Regions from separate parts of the Mus musculus genome. Here regions 1 and 3 are each linked to region 2. Evidence: chromatin contacts called from public promoter capture Hi-C data. All regions are on one chromosome and are shown on one strand. Each heading gives the region's core, a stretch centred on a gene start, on an enhancer-like site or on the middle of the called end of the contact. The rest is flanking DNA. Distances are from core to core; before and after follow the strand shown. Region 1 holds the start of Etv5 (ets variant 5). Region 2 holds the start of Klhl24 (kelch-like 24). Region 3 holds the start of Hic2 (hypermethylated in cancer 2).

Region 1 (4,036 bases), core at 1,206-3,705, 2.3 Mb after region 2:
CAAATGCATGGTGTGTCTCAAATGCATTTTGTAGGTATATGGTAAAAATACTAAGTACAGTTCCAGGAACAAACTGATCAAAAGTATACTTTCTTCACACACACACACACAATTCTTTATTTAAACCCAAACCGTCTGTCCAAACAGGTGTGTATACCTGAAATGACACAGCATCTCCATGGCAACCTACAAAGATTAGCTGCCATCTACTCAATTTCTAAAATAAAACATCTATAAAAATGAGAGATAAAGGAAATTCAGTTCCACTGCACATATTTAAACATTTCTACCAAAAGGCCAAAAAAAAAGGAAAAGAAACAGAAAAACAAAACACCGTCATTGAAATCTTTCAATGCAAAAATATCCATGAAAAGAAAACTCCCTGTTCTACAATGACCTCAAATCTTCAACAAAATCAGTCAACCACTGGTAAGAGCTGGGCTTGGAACTAAATCAAGAGGGGAGACACTTTTCTAGCGTGGGAGGAATTAGCTAGCAAGTTTAGGTGTTACCTTCCTAAACACTTAATTTTCCAAATAAAAACTCAGGTCAAAATAATGGGGGCATAACAAGTATTTATTCACCTCAGGTCTGAATAACAGACAGGCCTAACTAGCATTTTCTTTTAAGTTGTACACAAACTAGGGAACACTTTTCACAGTAACCATTTCCATCTGACTTGTTTTTCACGCTGTGAGCACCATATCAAATTTTCATAAGTGAGCAGGATACAAGAAAACCCTTCACAGCCAGCACTTGGCCCAAGTAATCAGATATTTTCAAAGTCAAAGGAAAGAGAGTTCGCAACTTCCTAGAAAAACACTTCTGCCAGCTTGCCTTCCTTCCACACAGTGCAAACATCGTTCAGAATGAGGCCTCTCTTGAATGTCACCAACCAGGACCCAAATCTGAGAATCTTTAGTAGACTGTGGAGAAGAAAGAATTCTGTGCTGTATTTTTAAAAATTTTGACTAAGTTGTGGCCTCAGAAATTCTTAAATGTCTGTTGTGGGTTAAGAGAACAACGTGTAGGAAAACCAGAGGATAAAATATTTTTAGAAGCTCATGATGCGCAAAAAAATATCCTTTGAAAAAAATCGGTAAAAAGAAACTTCCCTAAGAGATTCCAAAAGCAGCAGCAAGGATCTTCTAAGCAGCCCTTCGAGTTCAAGAGCTGGAAACGTCGTGTTCAAAGTATCTTTTAAAAGCCTGCAGGGAAGGCTTCGGTTCATCCTGGAGTTTAAACCACTTCCTTTGTGTCGTCGTAGTCGCTCCCCCCCCCCAGCCCCCAAATCCAGGGTGCCCCCAGGAAAACTTTAACTGGGCGCAGCGACCGGATCGAGGCCCCTCCCCGTGGCGCGCAGCGAGCCTGGTTTTATGAATGGGAGATGGAGCCGCGGCCGCCACCGCAGGTAGAGGCTGTAACTGGATCCCTCGCGCCCGGCCCCATTCACAAAACAAGACACACTTCCACCCAATTCCCAGCCTTCCCATTCATGAAAACTCCTTCAGCTGCGCCCCCGCCCCCACTCCCAACGCACGCTTAGCCTCCGACGCAGGCCCCTCACCCCAGCGTTTTAGGAAGAAAGCTCAATGCTTCATTCACAAAAAAAAAAAAAAAAAAGGGAGAAAAAAAAAAAAGCCTCAGAGCTCAGAGCCCAAGAAAGAAACCTGCTTCATTCATAAAGTCACCCACATTCAGAAAACGAGGTGCAGCGCTGGCCGATACCAGCAGCCTCATTTGCTCCTGATCACACATGCCGCCTCCCCTCATCACCCCCTACTTAATCAGTACCCCCTTTGCGGGGGAGACCCCGAATCATTCACGAGGTTCCAGCACACTCTCGGCAGCCTCGGAACCGGTTCTCTCTTCCCCCAGGCCGTGGCTCAGGCGGCCCCAATACCCTCAGCCCTAAGAGGAGGGAGTGGGGGGCTGCGGGCCCGCTGCCCAGTCTCCAACTTGCCAGGCCTGCAGAAGTTCGGGCAGATCCTGCACCCTCAGGCTGCACATGTCGGTGTCATTTAACTCTCGGGGTTCTGAAGCAGAACCCCTGAAACTGCTGCTCGCCTCCCCCCACCCCCCATATTAAGAGTCGCGGAGCGTTTCTTCTCGCGAGCCTCCCAGGGCCCTCGGGGGCCCACAACTTCGCGCCCCGCACCCCGTTCTTGCACCCCGCTTCTGTAGCCTGAGCCGGGCACCCCGCTCCCTGCACCCGCTCCAGCACCCCGGGTGCCTCCTCCGCGGCGTGCGGAAACCCGTTCTCCGCTCGCTCCGGAACCGCTAGCCGCCCCCGCCCGAAGCCTCCCAGGAACCGAACCGAACCGGGCCTCGGGGGGAGGGGGCGGCTAGCTCCGGGAGTCACCCCAAGCACGCCCAACTGAGGACCCAGAACCAGTCCGCACCTGAGCGGCCACTCCGCGCGCCCGCCTGCGCGCCTCCGTGGCGGGCTGGGCCGCAGCGATCGGGGATGAAGACCGCTCTGCGCGCCGGCCTCCGGACTCTGCGCCGCCCTGCAACCCGCTGCAGCACTGGCCCGGCCCCCGCCGGCTCCGCCCGCCGCCATTGGCCCGCAGCCCAGAGCACACACGTCCCCATTGGTCGGCGGCCATCCCCGCGGCTGCCCATCACCTCTTGTTTACCCTGTCTTCAGGCAAATCCAGCTGGGCCGCCCCATCATCTGCGGCGCCCATTGGCTAACGGTCGGCCTCCCTCAACGCCCTCAGAGGTCTGTTTTACATAATTTATGCGCTGGGCGCCATTGACCAATCAGCACCGGCTTGTTTATATAATGAATGTAAGGACGTTTTTCATTCATAAAAAACGCGACCTGAGGGGGAAGCTTAGCTGAGTCAGTGAAGCTCTTAAAGGGGCCACTCGCGAAGTTCCCCCTGGCCTCGGCCTGCACCGCTCCTCCCGCCACCCCCGCGCGGGGCCGCTTGGCGCCAGGCGTTCGCAGCTGCAGCAGCGAGCTAAGTTATCATTTTAGAACTCAGGCGAGAGGAATTCGTCATTCCACACACAGAAACTCGCTGACCCTGCCTGGGCGTTCGGCCCATAGAAACACAAAAAACGGAAACCGAGCCCTCTAATCTTAGCTACCTTGAAGAGAAGCCTTAATTTTTTTTTTAAACCAGGTTTCCAGTGGGAAAAAAAAGTAGTTACCTTCCTTTAAAAACCTGAGCTTTTCCAGATCTTAGTGATGTACCCATGTTGCCAAAGCCTAAGGCCCGACCCGATCGCGTCTTCTCGGGCTAATAATTGCCTCTGAGCTCTACAGGCAAGAGGCTACAGCCAGAAACCCGGTTCGTGGATCGCACCGGGCCGGTAGAGGGCCTTGGAAGCACAAATCCCTTTGAAACGTGCGTGCAGTTAGACCGCTTGCTTCTCTCCCGGGCTGCTTGTTTTCCATTTAAGTGTTGAATGCAAGATGGTGTGTTTGCGAATTAGATCCCGTGCAGCTGGGAACCGGGAGAAGCAGTGTTGCTTGCCAAAGGATCGGGCATTGACTGCAGTTGTTGAGATTCTTAACAGGGTGTTCCAGGAAACAAATAAAACAATCCTCTGCCCCTTCCAACTCCTCGTCCTGCTCCTGCCACCGACAATGGCCGTTCTCTTCTTTTCCCAAGGACGCTAGGGTGCTTGTGAACGAGTTCTGTTCTCTACTAACCGGGCAGCAAGGTGTCAGCGTTTGGAGAGTTGAGCCTCAGCAAAGCGGGTCCCAAGTTGTTACCCTAAGGGTGCCCAGTGCCCCACAGTGAAACACGTGGTGTGGATTTCTAGTCCGCGGCCTTTCCCCCCTAAGCTTGTGGATCAGAGCTGGTACTTGGTGTGTTGATTACAGTCCTTGACCAGTTTGAATGCTGGGATGAGACCTGCACCCAGGTTCAGTGGGCTGAGTTATCGGTTTTGCCGGAGACTGGGAAGGGCACCAGTTGAAGTGTGGGCAGGTGCTTTGAACTTTTAACGAGCAGTTCCTTGATATTTAATTTCCTGCCTGAGCACAGTGCTTCCCTTAGCTCCTATTCTAGTTGGTGGC
Region 2 (3,657 bases), core at 835-3,334:
AAGCCAGCTTCCTTACAATGTAATATGCTCCTTCGCTCAGAAATCTTTAAGAATAGACGGGGGCTGGAGAGATGGCTCAGCGGTTAAGAGCACTGACTGCTCTTCTGAAGGACCTGAGTTCAAATCCCAGCAACCACATGGTGGCTCACAACCATCCGTAACAAGATCTGGCACCCTCTTCTGGAGTGTCTGAAGACAGCTACAGTGTATTTAAAGCATACAATAAATAAGTAAATCTTTAAAAACAAAAACAAACAAAAAAAGAATATTTGTTAAAAAAAAAAAAAGAATAGACACCTTGCTTTTTACTTTGAGTGAAACTAAGTTTCTCACTTTGGGCCCTACTGTACTGCTTGCTGAAGCATTAATAAAATGCTTGCCTGAAAAACGAATAAGTTCAAACATATCTCTCTCTCTCTCTCTCTCCCTCTCTCTCTCTCTCTCAAATCTCCCTCCAAAAAATAAAAAATAAAATAAAATAAAATAAAATAAAAATTCTATCACTAATGAATTAGAGGTCAGCCTCAGAAACATTAAGACGCTGTTTTGCAACCTAAATAAAGGATCTGGAGCAATGACCCCATTGTTAAAAACACTGACTGCTTTATGAGAGAGGATGAAGCCTAGAATTCCAGCATCCCTACATGGTAGCTCACACTCTCTGAAACCAACTCCAGTGCTGGGGAATCTGGTGCCTTCTTCTGGCCTCCATGGGCATTGCATGCAGGCACATGGTACACAGACGCAGACAAAACATATTTAAATTTTAAATTTTTAAATAAATAGAGCTGAAGAAATGACTTAATGGCTAAGAGCACTTATTGCTCTATCTGGATTTCAGCTCCCAGCACCTGCAGCTCCAGGGGGACCCAATGACTCTGATCTTTACCAGCACTCAGATAGCCAATACAGACACACACAAAGAATTAATAATAATAATAATAATAATAATAATAATAATAATAGACAATTTAAAAAGAATTCTAGATAGTTTTCCTTCAAGTTATGTATCTTGTTTAAATCAATTTGTGGAGAAGAGAGGGGAAGAGAAGGAAGGAGGAGGAAAAGAGGGGAGGAGGGGAAAAGGACGAGGGAAGGAAGGAGAGAATATGAAAATAAATCTTCTTGCTTTGACAAGAGAAAACCAAAGAAAGGACTCTCTAAGCTGATAGCACCAACTGGTCAAGCCAGAGTGGCAAGCAGTTTTACTGCAGGCCTAGCCATAAATCTTAGAAAAGTCAAAGAAAGGTCCCCCCCACTCCACCCCCCACCCCCGCGCCCCAGGAAGTACTCAGTAGGCTTTTTTTAAGTTAATAGAACATGAAAAGGAGACCTAAAAGCTTATCAAATGGCCTGCCTGTCAACTCTGCTCCTCTCTCTCTACCTTGTGGCAACACATCTAATTTTAACGGAGGCAAGGCTGTCTTAATGAAGTGCAGAAGGAAGAAGTACGTAACTTTTGTCAGAAGCCAGAACTATCCAAACATTTTCAAGAGCAGAGGACGGCCATCCTTGAAAAGGAATCTCCTAGAAACAAAACATCTTGAAGAAGATTCCATGTGCCTCGGAAAATAAAGGTTTGTTACAATTTTTGTTCAACTCCTGCATCTGATTAAGACAAAAATTAAATTAAATTTAAAAAGTAACTGAGGCTCTGATAGCGACCTTGACAGATTTACAAAGAAAGCGTCCTCTGCAATTATGACCAGGCTTCTAGTACACTCCACCTCTCAGGCCCTCTGATTTCCCAAGTGTGTTAGAACATGGTAATTAAAACAAGCCTTATTCCAAGCTCTAAGGTTGGCTAAGTCCTGGTCTTGTGCTTTGGCTTTGGGATGTAAAGGGCTCTTTGAAAACAATCAACATACCACTTCTGTCTTGATCAAGATGCATTCCTTTAATCTTATTCTACCTTAAATAAATGTTTGGAATTAGCAGCCCGGGGTTGGGTTTCCGCCCTCTAGCGGAACCCAGATGGCCTGAGAGCCCACCGGCAGTAAAAACTACGTCTCCCAGAATGCTCCGGGAAGGCGGATGCCTCCCCCCCATTGGCCAAGGGTGGGTGACGCTAAGTGTTTTGGCTCGACGGTCACATGTTTCCTTTGTTGTGAGCAGTGGCAGAGACTGGCGGTGGCTCGAGGAGACGCCGGCGCAGCAGGGACGGGGGTCGCCGCTCGTGCCGCTTCCAGCCTGCGCCGAGAGGTACCAGGGTGGCCGCTCCAAGCGGCATGCGACCGCGGCGCTGATCCCCGGCACCGGCGGGAGGGAGGCGAGGTCCCTGGCTGCCAGAAGCCCGATGCGGCCTCGGGCGTGGGGACAGGGCAGGGACGAGCCCCGCGGCAGCAATACACTTAGGGTGGAAGCGGCCGGAGTGTTTCGGCCTCGGACCTGGAGTTTCCGTGGGGTGACCGTGAGTGCTGTCGCCTAGCACGGATAAGGATCGGGGTGCTGGGGCCATAGCAGCCAGCAGCACAGTTGCGAAACATGCGGGGCGTGGTCACCTGACCGTTACCCGCCCCCGCGAAGCCTTTGTTTACCGGGAGCGCGGCCTCGGGCCGTCCCGGGGGAGCCCCCACCCGGCTGCCCGCTTCCTTCTCAGGGCCCTCTGCTTCTTAATTTAGTTCCCAATGTTCCCGCCCCCAAGCCCTGGGCACCCGAGGCGAAGATCGTTCGGGCGGCCGGGATTGGGCGCTGCAGGCGGGCCGGGCCGGCGAGTTCCGAATTTTTATTGGCAGGGGGTGGTAGGTGGGTGGCCCGTGCCAGGCAGTCCCGCCCTCGCCTGAAGGTGACCTGGAGGACGCGGGCGCCGAGGGAGGGGAGCAGCGGGGCGGTGGGTAGGAAGGGGGCGTGCCCTGCAGAGGCCAGGGGGTGGGGGCTAACCCGTAGCTCCTGGCGTAGGACAGCGCGCAGCTCTGCGAAGTTGCCCTTGCCTGCTCTGTCCAGCCTTAGGTAGTAAAGGATGACCCACAAGGCCACATTTGAGAAGCTTCAATATCAGCTCTAGCGGATTTTAATCATGTCAATTTTTTTTTCTGTTAGTGTTCTCAGCTGACACCTGGCACAACCACCAGATGGTTGATGGTTGATAATGGTTTGGTGTTTTGTTTTTCTTTATTAGGATTTAATATGTATCCCTTGCCACTAAAAATATAAACGGTGGCTTTTACCTTTAAAAAAAAAGATATTTTGAGGTTATTCACCTAAAAGTTTTTTGGTTTTGGATTTTTGAATGAGCTTTCTTAGTTTTCCCTTTTTGGGGCACACAATTTCGTGTATTAATCTCCCAGGTAATTGAGAAGTTTCTGATAAGTGAGTTGAAGGTGTGTTTGGAAAACTGTACATTAAGATAACCGAAAGCCCAGTCATTTCCAGACGGAGGATATTAAAGGTGGTTTTCCAAATCTCTTAAACTTATGGTGCAGCTAGGTTTTGTCATTTTATCTCAGAAAAGTTGAGTTTCTTCAGTAAAGCAGGTATAATATACTTAATAAAGCAGCCTTAATATACTTTTTAAAGATTTATTCTGTGTGGGTGTTTGACCAGCATGTACCCACCCACCTGTGTTCGGTGCCAACGAAGGCCAGAAGAGGGCGTCAGATCTCCTGGAACTGGAGTTCTAGATGGTTCAAGTTGTCAGCTGCCTTGTGAGTGCTGGAA
Region 3 (3,822 bases), core at 889-3,388, 2.9 Mb before region 2:
TGTTTTTTGTGTTCCAGACAAGCTTTCTCTGTATAGCCCTGGCTGTCCTGGAACTTACTTTGTAGATAGACCAGGCTGGCCTCGAACTCAGAAATCCACCTGCCTCTGCCTCTTGAGTGCTGGGATTAAAGGCATGCGCCACCATGCCTGGCTCACTCTGGATTTTTTTATTAGCCTATATTAATTACATGTAGTAATGGGTCTCATGACATAGTCACATAGCATATTTGGACCACAATCAGCCCATTACCCTCTTTTGTTTCTTTCCCACTGCCTCTGACCCCATTCTTTTCCCCAGCTTGTCTCAGTTCTACTCTTTCTTTTTTTTTTTTTTTTTTTTTTTTTTAGATTTATTTATTTATTATATGTAAGTACACTGTAGCTGTCCTCAGATACTCCAGAAGAGGGCATCAGATTGCATTAAGGATGGTTGTGAGCCACCATGTGGTTGCTGGGATTTGAACTCTGGACCTTCAGAAGAGCAGTCGGGTACTCTTACCCACTAAGCCATCTCCCCAGCCCCATACTCTTTCTTTTTTATGTGATTTAGTGAATTTAATTAGAACTGCTTACAGGGGAATAAGTGGGTGATTATTTATAGGAGTCAGGGCAATACCAGTGTATTATTTATAGGAGTCAGTTTACCAGTGACTATAACCACTGAAAAAAATGTTCCTTCCTGTAACCATCACCTAGGGAGTGGCAGGACCACCACACTTGGCTCAGTAAGTCTTCAAAACAGCCCACCTCTAAGCTGTTCTTCATGATTGACAATTCCTTTAACACGTGCTTGATAGTTCTTTTTTGTTTTTCCTTTCTGAGGCAGGCTCACTGTGTAGCCCTGGCTCAACTGGAAGTCACTATGTAGTCAGACTGGCTCTAATTCACAGAGATCTGCCTCTTTCAGCCTTCAGAGTTCTGGGACTAAAGACATGCCCCATGCCACCCATTTTCAATCTATTGAGTTTTCGCCATTTCTAGGATGTTTAGGCATAGTATTCTATGTCTTGGCTAGTATAATTGACAGCAGTAGCTTTATAATTTGCTTTAATATCTGTTAGGACAAATGTACTCCTATTTCTGTTGTTTGGTGTTTCAAAGATGATAGTTGTAAAAACAATCATGTATTAGCTATGTAGCTATTGGGTAAACTAAGAATTTTAATTTTTTTTAATCTGTTATTTTAAGCTTGTACATTCGGAAAGCATGCTTGCCTCTGTGAAGGGTTATTGAATTGGGTTTCAATGTTGACTCTGGGTCACAACCTCCCTATAGAACAGCTGTAGGTTCTGGCTAGGACTTTTCTGACCTTTAACAGTGGTGGGCTTTAGTGTTTAGTGTTCAAAGTAGAGAGATGGTCATCTAATAACTCTCTAGAGAATAACTCCGTGTGAACCCCAATACATTTGGATGGCCACAAGTCTTGGGTCTTTACTGGGCTGCCTAAACTCCTGTGACCTGCGGCGGTCACCGGAACTCTGGATAAGTAAGCAGAGTGTACACGGACCTCTCCGCCCTCTGCGCAATCCGGGTCGACCTTCGCGAGAGTGGATGTAAGGATCCTAGGAGAAGTTTAGGGTTAAGACTCCCAGGCCTCTTTTCTCCTTTAAAATCAGAACCACGCAGGCCTTCCTGCAGCCCAGACAGCGGAGCAAGCAGCCTTTGGGTGCTAAACTTTATAGACTGAGATACTCTGCGTAGATCAAGGGGCTCAAACGGGCGGAAGAGGAGAGGCGCAGGCCACCTGAACCGGGTTGGTGGTGATAGTGTTGGGGGTTCTGAAGGGTCCGGGTCAGGCTCAAAACGGGTCAGTCTTCCGTTTGAGGGCTGGGCATAGACCCGTGGTAAAGAGCAGGATTCTTGTTTCGCTGGGTGTTGCCCGTCAAGTATTTTGAGGTGAGGTTGCCATCCCGTTCTGGCGCCTGCATCGGGACCCTGTAGGCGACCTCCCGTGCGCCCCTCCCCCATTACACTCTGCCGCAGCCACTGGCCCATCCCTGGACTCAGACCCCTCGGCGGCCCCGCCCAGCCTCAGGGTTCCGCCCCCACAAGGGTCCGCCTCCAGGTCCGCCCTGTCGCTCGCCCATTCAGATGTGGGTCAGGGGTGAGCGGGTGGAGCTGACGTCACAAGCTTCCAAGATGGCGCGGAGCGGGCGGCTGTGAGCAGCGCTCTGGGCGCGCTGGGCGGAGAGCCGAGCGGGGGCCGGCGGAGGGCGGACAGGGCGGGCGCGTGCAGCTCAGGTCGGGCGCCCAAGACGAGGGGCCTCTGGCAGGCACCTGAGGTAAGCGGTGTCCTCGAGGGAGGGCGACGCGGGCCGGGCGCGCCCCCGGAGAGGGGGGCGTGGGCGCGCGTGGGACGGAGCGCGCGCACGGCCCCTAGTCTCGAACCGAGGCGCACGCGGGACCCTGGACGGGCGGGGGCTTTGTGGTTCAGGTGCCCGGCGGGTTGCGGCCGGCACGGGGACTCCGGGCACAAAGCCCCCAGGGCCGCGCCAGTCCGGGGACGCGAGTCTGTGGAGCGGGGGTCGACGGGGTAGCGGGCGCCGGCTCTTTGTGCCTTTTCATTAGCAATCTAATCCGAACGGCGTCGGGCGAGCTATGCTGCCTGACAGGCGGGCGTTCTCCCATTATGCAAACGGCTGTACGCCTGCGGCTGCCCCTCACTGGAACGCTTTACGGTTTCCAGAACTGCGCTTGTGTGTATGGTCTGCAGTCCTTTTCCTCGAGTACCCTTCCTGGCTGGGGGACTGGCCGTGTCAGGGACAGGGTAGGGCTTAGAGGGCCCGGCTCCGTGGCTGGGTGGGCTTTCTGCCCTGCCCCCAGACCTTTGCTGGAGGCAGCCGCCTGGCAGGAAGAGAGATGGGCTTGGGGGGAGGGGGTCGGGTGGCAAGAGGAAGGGACTGGCTGGCTCAGGGAGTGAGCTGAGGGGCCCTAGCTTGTCATTCTCTGTTTATCTTCCAGAATGGTTCATATGCACACAAGCCTGGGTGTAAGTGCTGGGGGAAAATACCTCTCCCTGGGGGGCAGTGACTTAGGTACTTGGAGTGATTGAGGCCAGATAATACTCTCAGCGGCCGCGCCCTGAACAGTTTTGGACTACCTTGCGACGAGAGTCCCGTGCTGATCTTGGCTGGCCGGAGAGATTCAGAAGTTATTTACTTATGTGTTCTATCCCCCTCTTCACAGTATCTTTTCTAGTTATAATTGTCAGGCGCATTTGGAAAGCTGTGTTCCAGGTTCCTCACTTTCAATCAGCAGGAGGGGTGTAACACTGAGAGGCCACCCCCACTGACATATGTGGCGATGGGGGAGGGGCGGATCCTTGCCTATAGGAATCCTGTGACTGGACTGTTACTGGGGTTTGCTAGCTGTGGCTTTTGCACCTAGGACCAGGAGATTCGGCAGGTCGTGGAGGGGCTCATCTTCTAGGCTGAACTTGGGATTTCCAATCTAGGACAAAGGTTGGTGGGATGGAGGCAAACCCTAGAGGGATGCCACATTATTGCTTCTGATTCCTCCTGGCCTTGCCCCTCCACTGTTATCTGCCCGTATCTGGAATCCCTGGCTTTCAAGCAGACATTTTTAGGATCGTAGTCTGTGTAACCACTCTGTAGCTCTGTCTCTCGAAAAAGTATGCTGGGTGGAGCAGAGCTCCTGGAGTAGTCTGAAAGAAAGCAGATGGTCCAGCCTCAGGCTGGCCTCTAGAGACAAATGTGTGGCCAAACCTTCCCACTAAGGTTTTTGCAAGAAGTCATGTGCCTGCAGGTGATCTTTCTGTCCTATGCAGTTTTTTAATGAAAACCTCTGAAACCTACAGGGTAG

Evidence for each region. Promoter capture Hi-C pulls out the DNA fragments that hold promoters and counts their contacts.
Region 1: a contact with region 2 is called in a promoter capture Hi-C map of pre-B cells, with 4 times the contacts expected there. The contact joins the promoter of Etv5 here to the promoter of Klhl24 in region 2. A contact is called at or near these places in 2 of 39 promoter capture datasets (liver and pre-B cells).
Region 3: a promoter capture Hi-C map of pre-B cells shows a contact between it and region 2, with 2.3 times the contacts expected there. The contact joins the promoter of Hic2 here to the promoter of Klhl24 in region 2. A contact is called at or near these places in 2 of 39 promoter capture datasets (cranial neural crest and pre-B cells).

The regions. Positions count from the first base shown.
Region 1 is chr16:22,437,115-22,441,150 of GRCm38.p6, forward strand. It overlaps Etv5 (ets variant 5), which reads right to left and starts at 2,456. Exons shown (of 13, transcript NM_023794.2): 1 at 2,403-2,456.
Region 2 is chr16:20,095,470-20,099,126 of GRCm38.p6, forward strand. It overlaps Klhl24 (kelch-like 24), which reads left to right and starts at 2,085. Exons shown (of 8, transcript NM_029436.3): 1 at 2,085-2,202.
Region 3 is chr16:17,231,449-17,235,270 of GRCm38.p6, forward strand. It overlaps Hic2 (hypermethylated in cancer 2), which reads left to right and starts at 2,139. Exons shown (of 3, transcript NM_178922.3): 1 at 2,139-2,282.